Regions from separate parts of the Mus musculus genome. Here regions 2 and 3 are each linked to region 1. Evidence: chromatin contacts called from public promoter capture Hi-C data. All regions are on one chromosome and are shown on one strand. Each heading gives the region's core, a stretch centred on a gene start, on an enhancer-like site or on the middle of the called end of the contact. The rest is flanking DNA. Distances are from core to core; before and after follow the strand shown. Region 1 holds the start of Epsti1 (epithelial stromal interaction 1 (breast)). Region 2 holds the start of Nufip1 (nuclear fragile X mental retardation protein interacting protein 1). Region 3 holds the start of Tsc22d1 (TSC22 domain family, member 1).

The links. Promoter capture Hi-C pulls out the DNA fragments that hold promoters and counts their contacts. Capture Hi-C pulls out chosen DNA fragments and counts their contacts.
Region 2: a contact with region 1 is called in a promoter capture Hi-C map of liver, with 4 times the contacts expected there. The contact joins the promoter of Nufip1 here to the promoter of Epsti1 in region 1.
Region 3: a promoter capture Hi-C map of pre-B cells shows a contact between it and region 1, with 4 times the contacts expected there. The contact joins the promoter of Tsc22d1 here to the promoter of Epsti1 in region 1. A contact is called at or near these places in 2 of 39 promoter capture datasets (hippocampal neurons and pre-B cells).

Annotation. Positions count from the first base shown.
Region 1 is chr14:77,902,520-77,906,701 of GRCm38.p6, reverse strand. It overlaps Epsti1 (epithelial stromal interaction 1 (breast)), which reads right to left and starts at 2,463. Exons shown (of 12, transcript NM_029495.2): 1 at 2,038-2,463. The coding sequence starts at 2,216.
Region 2 is chr14:76,109,121-76,113,302 of GRCm38.p6, reverse strand. It overlaps Nufip1 (nuclear fragile X mental retardation protein interacting protein 1), which reads right to left and starts at 2,412. Exons shown (of 10, transcript NM_013745.5): 1 at 1,977-2,412; 2 at 1,306-1,379. The coding sequence starts at 2,370. Gpalpp1 (GPALPP motifs containing 1) reads left to right here and starts at 2,488. Exons shown (of 8, transcript NM_026177.3): 1 at 2,488-2,686. The coding sequence starts at 2,599.
Region 3 is chr14:76,413,436-76,417,617 of GRCm38.p6, reverse strand. It overlaps Tsc22d1 (TSC22 domain family, member 1), which reads right to left and starts at 1,797. Exons shown (of 3, transcript NM_207652.3): 1 at 1-1,797. The coding sequence starts at 1,535.

The DNA.
Region 1 (4,182 bases), core at 1,214-3,713:
TCAATATGTTTTCTCATGATAGCATCATCAATAAATGGCTGTTACATGAAGTCATGGCTGTCAGCTTGTCAGCATTTACTGAACACTAGCTTAAAGGATGCGATCATGTCACCTTTAGTAATGAGAAAATGGAGGCACATAGTAGCTAAGCATGATATTCAGAGAGCAAGTCACCATAGAATCAGAACTTGAACTCATCGACTAGGCATCAAAGCCTATGATTGTAATCCCCACATTGAATCTGTTGCCCACATGAACTAACAGAAGAAGGTTGCCTACAAATGAGGTTAAAGTTACCTTTGCCACACAAATGCACTATTAAGACACTTAGCATCCTCCTTTCTTATTTTCCATCTCTCTCTCTCTCTCTCTCTCTCACACACACACACACACACACACACACACACACACACACATCTCCTAAATTTTCTCCCCCAGATAAATAAGACCTTCCTAATTTTTTGTTGTTGTGTTAACTGAGATGCCGTTTTGTTTTGCTCTCATGCAAGCCCCTTTACCTACCAACTTAATTAAGGAAGCAACTCAGCGAGTTGACATAGTGAATAAAGATACAAGCTGAATCCAGAGTGGTCCAAACACTCAGATGTTAAGCACCCAAAGGGGAGAGCATTCTCTAATGCTGCTGACTACCGCCAACTCTAATGAAGCAACTGATGTCTTTCAGGAAGTTCTCTAATGTTCTAGCAGCAAACTGTTCCTTTCAGAGGGATTTGGTCCAGCAAGACGAGGGAGCGATTAGCATCCCATCAGAAAACAGAAAGAGACAACTGCTTAGTGCCCACGAGATGAGAGGAGCATACAAAGACGTGCTTATATCTAAATGGATGCTTCCTAATAAAAGGATTTTTATCATTAACTACTCATAAGTGTGAGACCAGTTTATAGACATGTGACTCGGAGTTAATGAACTTCGGTTATGGCAAGATGCCAGTTATTCTGAGAGAAATTCCACAGTCTCTGATTGACTCCCAGATCACCTGCCCCATCTAAGGGTAGCTACCCTGAATGGTATCATAACCTCCCTACCTTCAGAAACGACATGGGGATGAAAGAATCTCTAGTGCTAGTGTGTATTGGTCATAAGGTTAGGTAGCTGTTCCTTAGCAACCAGCATTTGTCTTTCTTGCAACAAAGAAGTCGCTGCAAAGCAGGGAAACTAAAAATAAAACCATTTGTACAGTTCTAATTCACAGAGGCGGCACTTCAAACCATGGTGCTGAGTGGGAAAAAAAAAAGCCCATTCCACCCCGTGCAAGGAGAGGGTCGCTGGTGTTCTACAAAGCTTGCTTTCAAACTTTATATGCCCCAATACAGGGGAACACCAGGGCCAAGAAGTGGGAGTGGGTGGGTAGGGAAGCGGGGGGGGGGGTATAGGGGACTTTCGGGATAGCATTTGAAATGTAAATGAAGAAAATATCTAATAAAAAATTGGGGGGGGGAGCTCGAGTTCAGGATGCCACCGTCAGTCCTTAAACAGCAGATCAAGAATAAACGCCTCCTATGAGTCCCTGCTTTGCTTAGCATGCAATCCAATCTTGAGCGTCTGGGGTCCTCACTCCCAGCTGTACTGATGGAAACTTTAAGTTAGACCATTAGAGAACTTCCAGATAGCTTTAAGGCTATCTGGACCCTCTGCATCACGCTCCTTCTTGCCTTTATTCTAGCATGGTAGTCCCATTTAGAGCCGCCACCCCTTTCTCTAGTAAAGAAAAACTTACTTTCATAAAGAATGAAAAGCCCAGGTTGCATGTATTCATCTTTTAATCCTTGAGCCAGTCTTAAGAATCAGTGGACTGGGGGTGAGAATCTGCTATAAAGGTCTGCAAACAGGCAGGTGCAAGGCATAATAAATCAATTCCTAGGTGATTTTAAAGAGGTAAATGATATATAACTCTTTCAAAATCCCTGTTATTAAGCCTCTGTGATTTCAAACTCCAAAGACCAGGAAGGTACCTGGGGCCTGATTATATTCGGGAACAGGACTTCCTGCTTCCAAGGCAGCTTGCAAATACTTACCTTCCCTGGTCAGCATGCCCCTGCCTCTCCATCTTGGGGCCCTCGGGAGCTGCCACCTCCAAACTCTGTCTCCGGTTTTGCTGCAAGCCCAGCTCCCTGCGCTGCCCAGCTCCAGCGTGGTCCCGAGAGATGGAGGAAGTGCCCAAGCCTGGGCCCACCACCTTACTGCGGGTGTACATGGTCCACAGCCCGTGGGGTCCTGGCCACAGCCTTTGAGGGACGGATGCTGGTAAGGGCTTCTAAGGAGGCTCGAGGAAGGGGTTCTGAAGAGCAAGGAGAGCGGTTTTAACAGCTGAGTTTCGATTTCTCTTTAACCACCCGCTGGGTTCAGAGAACTTCCTCATTCATTCTCTACCCGGACACCCTTGGACTTTCTCACAGGTTAGCTTCCTGGGCTGAGCCTGCCTCTAGCAAGGCTGAAGAACTGAGCTGGTTCACCCAGCTGCAGGTGATCGGGCTCAGGGATTCATAGCCACTGCAGAGAGCACCAGAGATCATTATGATGAGCCTTGGGAAGCTTCTAAGCTGGTGCAAAATAGCCAGAAACCTGGAGAAACTTGAGCTGTTTAAGGGGTGTCCCTGATTTGAGGTCACTGTCAGAAGCTGGACACCCGGGGACATATTACCTTGAGTCCCCATAGATTAGGACAATAACTAAAAGCAATGGAACAGAAAAAGAATAGTTCCGTTTGTTAGTTGTGGCTGCTGTTTGGCGGTCAGAGGAAGTGGAAAGTGAAATCAGAAGAAAGAAAAACAAACAAACAAACAAACAAACAAAACAGCAGAGCTGGAGAGGCGAGCTGAGGGATAGGCAGAGCCGAGGGCCTGTTAGCCTCTCTAAGTGATTGACTAAGCATTCAAAAACCGACGGATTGAATGCCGGTCCTAAGCACAGCTTCCAGTGATCCAGCTCTGTTGAAACGTTAAAAACAAAGACCAGGTTTACAAGACTATTTCCATAGGTCTTGGACTATGTTCTGGCATCCTTTGTTTGTTTAGTTTTGTTTTTAAGGTTCCAGAAAATCCTGATGTGACTGTGTGGCTGGGGTGGTGGTGGTAGGGCATTATGACAGGGCTTCTGCTATAAAATTATGTGGTGTGTACCCATCCAGGTGACGTCCTACGGCAGAGCCTTTCTGCTTGGCAACTGGCCGCCCAGAAGTTTCACTGTCTTGGTTTATTTATTATTGGTGCTTAGAGCAGAAAGACAAATGCATGTTGGATAGCTAATAAGAGAATAAAACTGAAAGGTCGTTAAGTGCAAGTGGTAAAATAGGAAGGGAGAAGGCAGTGGCCATTGGAGTGCATAGTCTGCTGCACACACCACAACGAGGAGGTGTTGGGGCTTGGTTAAGTGGGCCAGAGCGTCTCAAAGCTCAGAGAGGATTAGAACCACATGATGGGTGTGTTAGAACGGGTATGTAGGTGCTTACCCTAGAGTTCAGCTCTGGAGTGGGCCTAAGGAATTGCCCTTCCAACAGTTCTCAGTGAGGCTGATCCAAGACCATTCTATGAACCAGTGCTGAAGGCAATGTAGACGGCAATGGGGGTGGGCCAGCGGGGGAAGAACCGGCAACAGGGGGGTGGAGGCAGGGGCAGGGGGGCTCTCCATAGAGCTTGAGAAAGTCAAAGTGAAGGCGAGATGGAAAAATGAACAGGTTAATAACAGGAAGAAAAACTGAGGACCTGGTTAGTAAAGCTAGGCCAGAGATGTGTATTAGCAGTAAGGCCGCTGTGTGGGAAATACAAAGTAGACATTAAAACCCAAACCAAACTAGAGATAACATAGGTTAAAGAAAACAAACAAAACTAAACAAGCAAATGAACACCAGGGAGAACTGATCCATCCCCAGGGGCAGTGGAGGGAGGGAAGGGAGGCCTTACATCACTCTGAGATCATGGACACATGCTGGCCCCAGGGCAGAGGTAAGTTTGCTTTCTTTGAGGTCCCATTTTCCTCATCTGCACTGTGGGAGCAGAAGTCCCCGTCTCCACCTTGTAAGGTGTTGTGAGGACTAAGGAGATACTTAATATCAATGGTTGTCCGAGTTGAGTTTTGCCTCCAACAGACATTAGGCAAAGCCTAGAGGCAGTTGTCACAGTGGAACCTAGAGGAGGAAGGATACCTGGCATCTAGTGGGGAGA
Region 2 (4,182 bases), core at 1,163-3,662, 1.8 Mb after region 1:
TGAATTTAAGACATGCACACAACTTGGGTAAATATAAACTCTCCTAAATTAGAAACATTAGATTATAGCTTGAATTTAACAAGAAAAAAAAAAAAAAGGAAGGGGGGCGCTCTGCTTTTATTTCACAGATTCTTCTACACTAAAAAGCAGCCAAGATTGCTGGGCATGGGGGCTCACACCTTTAATCCCAGCACTAGAAGGGAGGTAGAAGCAGGCTGAATCTGATCTACTAATTGAATCTAAGACAGCCAGGGATCTGTTAAACAGAGAAATCCTGTCTCAAAAAACAGCAAGATGCCGGGCGTGGTGGCGCATGCCTTTAATCCCAGCACTCGGAAGGCAGAGGCAGGTGGATTTCTGAGTTCGAGGCCAGCCTGGTCTACAAAGTGAGCTCCAGGACAGCCAGGGCTATACAGAGAAACCCTGCCTCGAAAAAACAAACAAACAAACAAACAAAAAAAACAAAAAACAAAAAAAAACAAAAACCAAAAAACAGCAAGATTATGAAAAATAAAAGATTTGTTATTACAATTTGGCTTGGCTTCCAACTCAGTTAAGAAAAACTTGGGATTCCCAGTCTTCTCCTAAAGTTCCAGCTGTCAGTCCCAATCTTCATAGTTTTTTGAACTAGTGGTTCTCAAACTTCCTAATGTTGTAACCCTTTAATACATTCCTCATGTTCTGGTGACCCCCCCAACCCTAAAATTACTTTCGCTGCTACTTTATAACTGTAATTCTGCTGCCGTCACGAACTGTAACGTAAACATCTGGTATGCAGCATATCTGATCCGCAATCCCTGTGAACGGGTTCTTCAACCCCTAGGTTTTAAATAAACTTCACTGGTTTTAACACTCACATTTATTTGTAAGCATAACCCCTACTAAGTCTGTACCAAGACAGTTGTTTGTTTTTTGTTTTGTTTTGTTTTTTGTTTTGTTTTGTTTTTTCGAGACAGGGTTTCTCTGTGCAGCCCTGGCTGTCCTGGAACTCACTTTGTAGACCAGGCTGGCCTCGAACTCAGAAATCCACCTGCCTCTGCCTCCCGAGTGCTGGGATTAAAGGTGTGAGCCACCACCGCCTGGCACCAAGACGGTTTTAATGTTCTTTCTTTTCCTATAATTTCATCATTTATTTTTCAATACTATTTTGTTTCAACATTTTACTTATAATTAAGTTCCTTAAACATACTACCCAAGTAAAGCTCTCCATGTCCACCACAGATGTGAAACACTGACAGTTACAACTTAATATATAGAGCAGTAACATTCAAGTTCAAAAGGCCACATTTATCATCTTGGAATTACCTTCGTTTTCTGTTTTCTGTTTTGAGGCAAATTGAATTTTGCATCATGTGATCGTGGAAAATAAGAATGTGTAACTAAAAAAGAAAAGAGGGTTTCATTTAAGATTGCAAAGGTACAATTGTTTATTGATCATTTTTTTCTTAGATTAAAAACAAAAACTGTGTAGGTAGCATGGAGTGCAGGTACTCTTGGAGGCCAGAAGAAAGCTATCGGCTCCTCTGAGGCTGGAGTTACAGGCAGTTGAGAGCCCAGTGTGGATGTTGAGAACCGAGCTTTGGTCCTCTGCAAGAGCAATAGAGTCTCATCGCCAACCCATTTCTCCACCTCCCCCCCAATCAATCCTTTTCTAATGCATACATACAATCATTACTTCCTAATACCTAGTTTTATCTCCTGTATCGCGTCTTCCTACACTGAGGGGATAGGAAGCTCTCAAAAGGTATGGATTTTTGTATGTTTTGTTTACTGCTATGCAAGTAGTCCCCAGTTTTATAGTTGGGTTAAATTAATAAAATTTTGGATGAGCAGGTGGCAGGAAACCTAGTGAGACACATTTTGAATACTCATTACCAGCCTCCAAAACTACAGCGCAAAGCTGAGAGATAAAAAGAGAAAGCTGGGAGAGGAAAGAAAGAGAAAGTAAAGTAGGGCCACTAGGAACTGCAGCTTACCCGGAGATTGGTAAGACGTGTGGTACGTGGAAAAACCATTAGGAGACAATCCCCAGTACCAAGGCGTGGAGGCTTGCAAATTCCAGGCCTGCTGGCCGCTGAACTGAGATTGAGCATCGGGCGGAGCCTGGGCATCGAAAGGAGGCTGCGCCGCGGGAAGAATCTGAGCATCGAACGGTGGAAGCGCTCCGGAGGGAGGCTGGGGCAGCACGTGAGGCTGTCCCTTCCGGCTCTGCTCCGAGCCCGCCACTGGGGACGACAGAGGAGGTGGTGGCGGCGGCAGCATGGCCCAGTACACCCAGTTGTCCCGCGGCGGCGCAGCTTCGCTCGGAGTCCCGGGCGCGGGAGTCAGATCCGGGGCCGAAGGCCACACGGCGGGTGCCGGTTCAGCCATGCCACCTAGCAAGCAGCGAGCCCAAAGTGCAACTGTGGAACTATCATTAAGCGTCACTTCCGTTACAGTAATCTGGCCAATGAGCCCATCGCGGGCTTACGTCATCAGACAAAGCCGGAAAAACCTTCGGGCCTTGCAGCAAATCCTGGTCTACACCGTCCAGCCTGGGTTTAGCTAAACTGCGTGTGCAGGTTGGCTTGGGCTTTGAGCGACTGTGCGTCGCAGCGAATGGCTAGGGACCTGATCGGGCCGGCACTGCCGCCAGGCTTCAAGGAGCACGCGACAGTTGAGGACGAGGAACGGGACCCGAGCCCGGGTAAGCAGCAGCGGGCGTCTGCACTCCCGGGAAGGACTGGCGACCACCGTGGAGTGGGCGCGGTCCGCCCTGGGGGAAAAGCTGGGCAACGCCTGAGTGTTTGGGACCCGATCATCGTTAAAATGACTATACAGTCCCAATTTGCTATTATTACGAATAGGACTGTGCTAACTGATCAATCTTCGTCCGGTCGTCTGTTTAACCCTTCCATCAACTGTATAAGAAAAGATGATGGATGGTGCATGTGTTACAAATGATGACAGCGGCTGATGAATCGGTGCCTAAGACACGCAGCTAGTCCGTGATGAAGCCCAAGTTAGAACCTAGTATCTCTATATCTTCAGATTTACAAGACTCTTGCCAAAGATCCTGTGCCTCTCTCCTCCCCGGCCTGACTTCCCGACCTCATTCTATCATTCCATCTTACACAGCAGCCCAGTGCCCACACAGTTCGAGTTTATGCTTTGACGATAGACTTTTGGGGGTGCTATGGTTGTACTTAAATGCCTGACAAAACGTCCTTCATATACCAGTTTAAGCGTCACCTTCCCGAGCATTGTCACGTCTTCCTCCGGGTTTTCCTCTCCCCAGTTACGCTAATATTTAACACATTCTGTTCAACTAATTTGTGGATATCTCAGTCTCCACCAATTCACTGTGTCTTGCAACCTTAACATGCATCTATGCCACATCAATACCTCGCACACTCTTTCATGCTTTTCCGGCTTTAGTGTTTGTTCCAGTTTGAAGGCCGGCGCTGACTCTACTTGGGAAAGAACAAAACTGACAGAATGTTGATCTGACTTTGTTTTTCTGGCTACCCAGAGACTATGTCTCCGGCAGATTCTTCCTTCCAGATCTTATTTCTAGTGCCGTTATTTTTAAAAATTCCCTTTATTCTTTGTTTTAGGAAGGAAATTTCTACCCAGTTAGGTTGAAGAAGTATGAGTGAATTCAATTTGGTAAATCCCCTGCAATTTCTTTACCTATTGTACAGGTAACAGACATTTGGGTAGATTCTGGTTTTGTTTTTGTTTTTAACTCTTACAAAGAGTGCCACTATGCACTGTGTATGTGTGTGCATGTGTATCTATCTGTCTGTCCGTCTATCTATCTCCTCTGTTATACACCCTCAGTTTCAGAATCCTACCAGTTTACCAAAGCCCTCAGTGAGTATAGGAGTTCTGATTGTTCCATGTTCTCCCTAATCATTTTCCTCTGTCTTTTCAATCTGGTGTTTTGAAGCCATATTTTGTAGTAATTTAAACTTGTATTTTCTTGTGAGAAATTAAATTGAACACTTTTCTAATTTTTTATTATCTTTTTACCACTGTGCTCTGATAGTCTTTTGCTTATTTCTTATTGAAATTTCTTTTGTCTTCTTGATCTGTAGTTTGTAAAATTGGCATACACAGCATTAGGTTCCATTATTTATATTCATGTGTTTGTGTGTGGGTATGTGCGTGTGAATGCAAGTACCTGAAGAGAACAGGAGT
Region 3 (4,182 bases), core at 548-3,047, 1.5 Mb after region 1:
GCTGGTGGTAGCGGCGGCTGCTGCGGCGCCACCACAGCCGGGGCTCCCATCATCTCTCCACTTCCCACACTCTCCGTGTAGTGACTCAGTGTGCTCACACTACTGCTCACAGAACTCCCACTAGTGCTCTCCCTCTCCGAGGACGATGCTTCCGTGGGGGTTTGCTTCACCGTCTCCACCACTTTATTGACGGCCACGCCTTCTGTAGCTGGCACAGCGTTTTCCTTCTCATAGAATTCTGTGCAAGTCCATCGACCTTTTTTAAAGGGTTCAGAAGTAGAGTCTAACTTCACAACCCTGAACCTCGATGTGTTAACTGTTGGTTGCTGCTGCTGCTGCTGCTGCTGCTGACTGGAAACCACTCCCACAGTGATACCTGCAGCTGCATTAAGGACACTGTTAGCAACAGGAGAGGAAGAAACGGTACCATTGCCCATGCCACTCAAGATACTCGAATTAACAACACTGGTAACTCCAGGCCCACCACTTATGCTAGCAGCATTAGGGATATTGCTTGTATTTATATTAGCATTACCATGCACGCTGTTCGTCACACTGGGACTGAAACTACCCACAGCAGCAATGTTAACATTATTCGTAGCGCTCGTGCCAGTAACCGAATTTATACCTAGGCTTCCTGTAGTACTTGGAGTACGGATGTTCGTCATCACTGATGCTGGTAAGCCACTCGATGGTACTGCAGGAGGAGGTGCGACTGGCACACCACCATCAGAACTTCCAGTTGTAGAGAGTTTCCTGGACACTGGGCTCGAGGGTGGCCCTCCGGGAATGGATGGACCGGCCACAGCAGCATGTGATGAATGATGGTGCCCATGGTGAAGGTGGTGCCCATGATGAGGGTGATGGTGATGATGGAGGTGGTGGGGATGGGCATTCCCATTGATCACAACGTTCTGTTGTGGAAGGTGAGGCAAATGAGGCTGAGGAAGGTGGGGCTGGTTAGGAGAGACTGCCCCAGGTGTCTCAGCTTCCTGGAAGTTATTCAGAGTCTCCTCTGAGGAGCTTCGTTCAGGCTCACCTAAGTCAGTGGCCCTGGAAAGGGAGACGTCGAGGATCTCGGAAGAGGAGAGATCTTCCGTGTGCGACTCATCCAGATCGTCGTAGCTCTCGGTGTCCTCCGCGATGCTGTTGTTGGAGCTGATGCTGGCAGAGATCTGAGCCGGAGTAACGCTAGTTATCTGGAAGCCACTTTTCTTTTTCATCTGAGTTCCGCCTGGCGCAAGAGGCTGTCCCTGCAGCTGAGCCTGCGAGAGGAGGTTCAGGCTTTGTGGAGGCGGAGGCTGGGGTCCCTGCGTGGAAGATGCAGCAGGAGGCGGCGGCTGGAGCAGCGAAGGAGGAGGAAAATCTTCAGAAGATGGAGCAGCACCACTGACGCCCGTACCTGCTGCATTGAGAGCAGAGGCGCTGCCACCACCGCTGCCCCTTCGAGGGAACATTGCCGGGTGCGCCATCTTCCTAGCACTAATGTCTGCAGCAGCGGCCGCCGCGGCGGTGGACTCCGGCGGCTGGTGCATTGTGCTGGGTACCGGGGGGCGGAGGAGGCAAGTGCAATTTCCTTCTGCACCGTAATCTTTGTATGGAGAAGCCGGAGAGACGAACAGGACCTGAAGCTCCGCCCGACGCGATCCCTCCTCCTCCTCCTCCTCTGCCGAAGGCGCCGGCTGCTCGTGCCTTCGAGGGCTAACTTCGGGAAGGGAGGATGAACCGGGTGAACCAGGTGGCTGGGGAACCGAAGGGGGACCCCTTCAGTCCTTCGCCATTCACTTCCCCCTCCAGTCACACACCCCCCTTTATATTCCGCTTCACGTGGGGTGCGGGGCGGGAGGGAGGGGAGCCCAGGAGGGGGCGGGGGAGGCGAGGAGAAGCGAGAAATGCCCACCTTCTTTGGCCAACTCCGGAGCCAGCTCAACCCCCTCCTCCCGCGGCGACGGCCGCTGCAAAAGCCCCTCCGCTCGTCCTGCACCGAGGCAGCGCGGAGCGAGCGGTCGCCCCGGCCCTCGCCACCCCCGGCGCCGCGGCCGCCGGCGAGCCCTGAGCTCAGCGTCGCTCCAACCTCCCCTGCCGGCGCGGCCGGCCCCGCTCGGGCCTCCCCCCACGGCCCGCGGCCCCTCTCAAACCCCCTGGGCTCGCGACGGCTGCTCCGGGAGGAAAGGCTGGCCGCGGCTGGGGCCCGGGCGGCGCGGCTGCGAGCGGGGCGGTGGCGGGGCGCCCGGTACGGTGAGCCCAGCAACGAGGCGCGGGCGGGCGCGCAGAGACGCCGGATCCTCGCGGAGCGCGGCCGGGGCGCGGCGGCGGCGGCGGTGGCGGCAGCAGCAGCGGGAGCCCAGGGACCGCTCCATCACTGGCAGCCATGGAGCCCGAGCATTTTCCTCCCTCGGGGCAGGCGCTCGGCTCGCCACACGTCCTCGGAGAGGAAGGGCGCCGGCGCCCGGGCTGCTCCGGCGGGCGGCGGGACGTGCGCGGGAGCGGAGGGGCGAGCTCGCGTCCTCTTCTCGGCCCGCCGGCTGGTTCGGCACCGAGCTGCTCCCGCGACCGGGAGGGAGGGAGAGAGGGAGGGAGGGGGCCGCGGGCGGCGGTGGCTCCTTTTCGCGGCGGTGGCGGCCAGACGGGGCTGGTGCAGCGGCTGCAGCCGACGCCGTTCAAAGAAATGAGAGGTGGGGTTGGTCGGTGGCGGCGCGGGGCGGGGGAGTGGGAGGGCGTCGGGCGAGGAGGGGGCTGTGATGGTTGTTACTAGTGCTCTTCTCGGGCTGCTCCGTATCCCCTGGTCTCTCGCGGCATCAAGAGAGGAGGGACCAGCGCCCCAGCGCGAGAGGAGGAGGGTCGAGCTCTGACCGAGGAGAAGGAGGAGGAGGAGGTGGCAGGGGGGAGGGGTCGTGGAGGAGAGGAGGGAAGATGGCGTCTGCGCGTGCGCGCCGGCGCTGCAGACATAAAGCCGGGTCTGACCAGGGGAGGTGGCCTGTCTTCGGTCCGCGCCGAGCTCTCGGCTCCGTCTCCCACGGAAATTACCGAAGGCCGGCGGAGTCGCCGACGCCGGAGGGCGGTGGGGGGTGGGGCACTCGGGCGCGCGAGCGAGCGAATCCGGGTCGCGTGGAGAGGCTGGGGTGGGGCTGGGAGGGGGGGGGGGAACCACGCCGCGCGCGTGCGCGCAGGTTAGGCGTGTCCGCTGCTGTCTCCCACGCGGACCCCGGCGGCGAGGCGGGTGCGGAGCGCTAGGTCTCGGGTGTGCGCGCCCTGGGGCGGTGGCTCCCCCGCCCCGGCCTGCGGAACGGGTAATGAGGCTTTTCTCCTCAGCAACAGCAGCATCACGAGTTGCAGCTCCCAGGAGCCCTCCGCTGCTGCCACGACATGAGTCAGGCTTTCTTCCTCGGCGCGTGGCGGAACCCTCCTCCTCCTCCTTCTCCAAGCAGCAACCTGGCCTCCCCCTCGACCCGCACCGCCCTCGCCCCTTCCGGGGATGCCCCGATAGAATCGGGTGTCTTCCCCCACAGCAGTGGTACCTTTTGTGCAGAGCGGTGGTAGTTGCCACGCGGTCCCTCGCCCTTCGACGGGCAGGGTCGAGACTGCTAGCATGTGGCACGGATGTTTGCAGGGAATCTCCCAAGCCCCTCCAAGGGAAGGCTCTTACAAAAGGGAGTGATCCTTGCTGTCCTTCCTTATCGGGTGGGAAGAAGCTAGCCGGCCCTGCCAGCTAACCAACCAACAGGTGGAGCTTCCCTCCAGCCATTTATTGTCTTTGTGTCCTTGCTGTGGCCCTTAGAGAGGTAAAAGGTTAGGGCTTGGTTTTAGTGGAATTTAAAGGAAATTTGTAAAGAATGCCTTTTAGGGCTAGAAAAGCAAAAAGACTGGTAAAGTGCCCCCCCCCTTTTTTCTTTTTAACTAAAACTAGATTTCATGGATTTAGGTAGGTTTGCTTGGAGACAATTTTCTGTTAGCTGCCTCCGAAGTATTACATGTCAAAACCTCTCAAAGCAGGGCTTTGCTTCTAACCAAGAATGTAAATCTCACCCAGGAAATTTTTTAAGCTGAGGTGAAAAGGGTTGTTTGAGAGCGGTTTGTTTCTGTTCTAGTTTAGGTTTCAGGGATACAAATTGATCAGAAGAGAGACCTCTGACTCGGGAAATCACCAATTTCGTTTCTGAAGGATAACACCCAACAAACAGA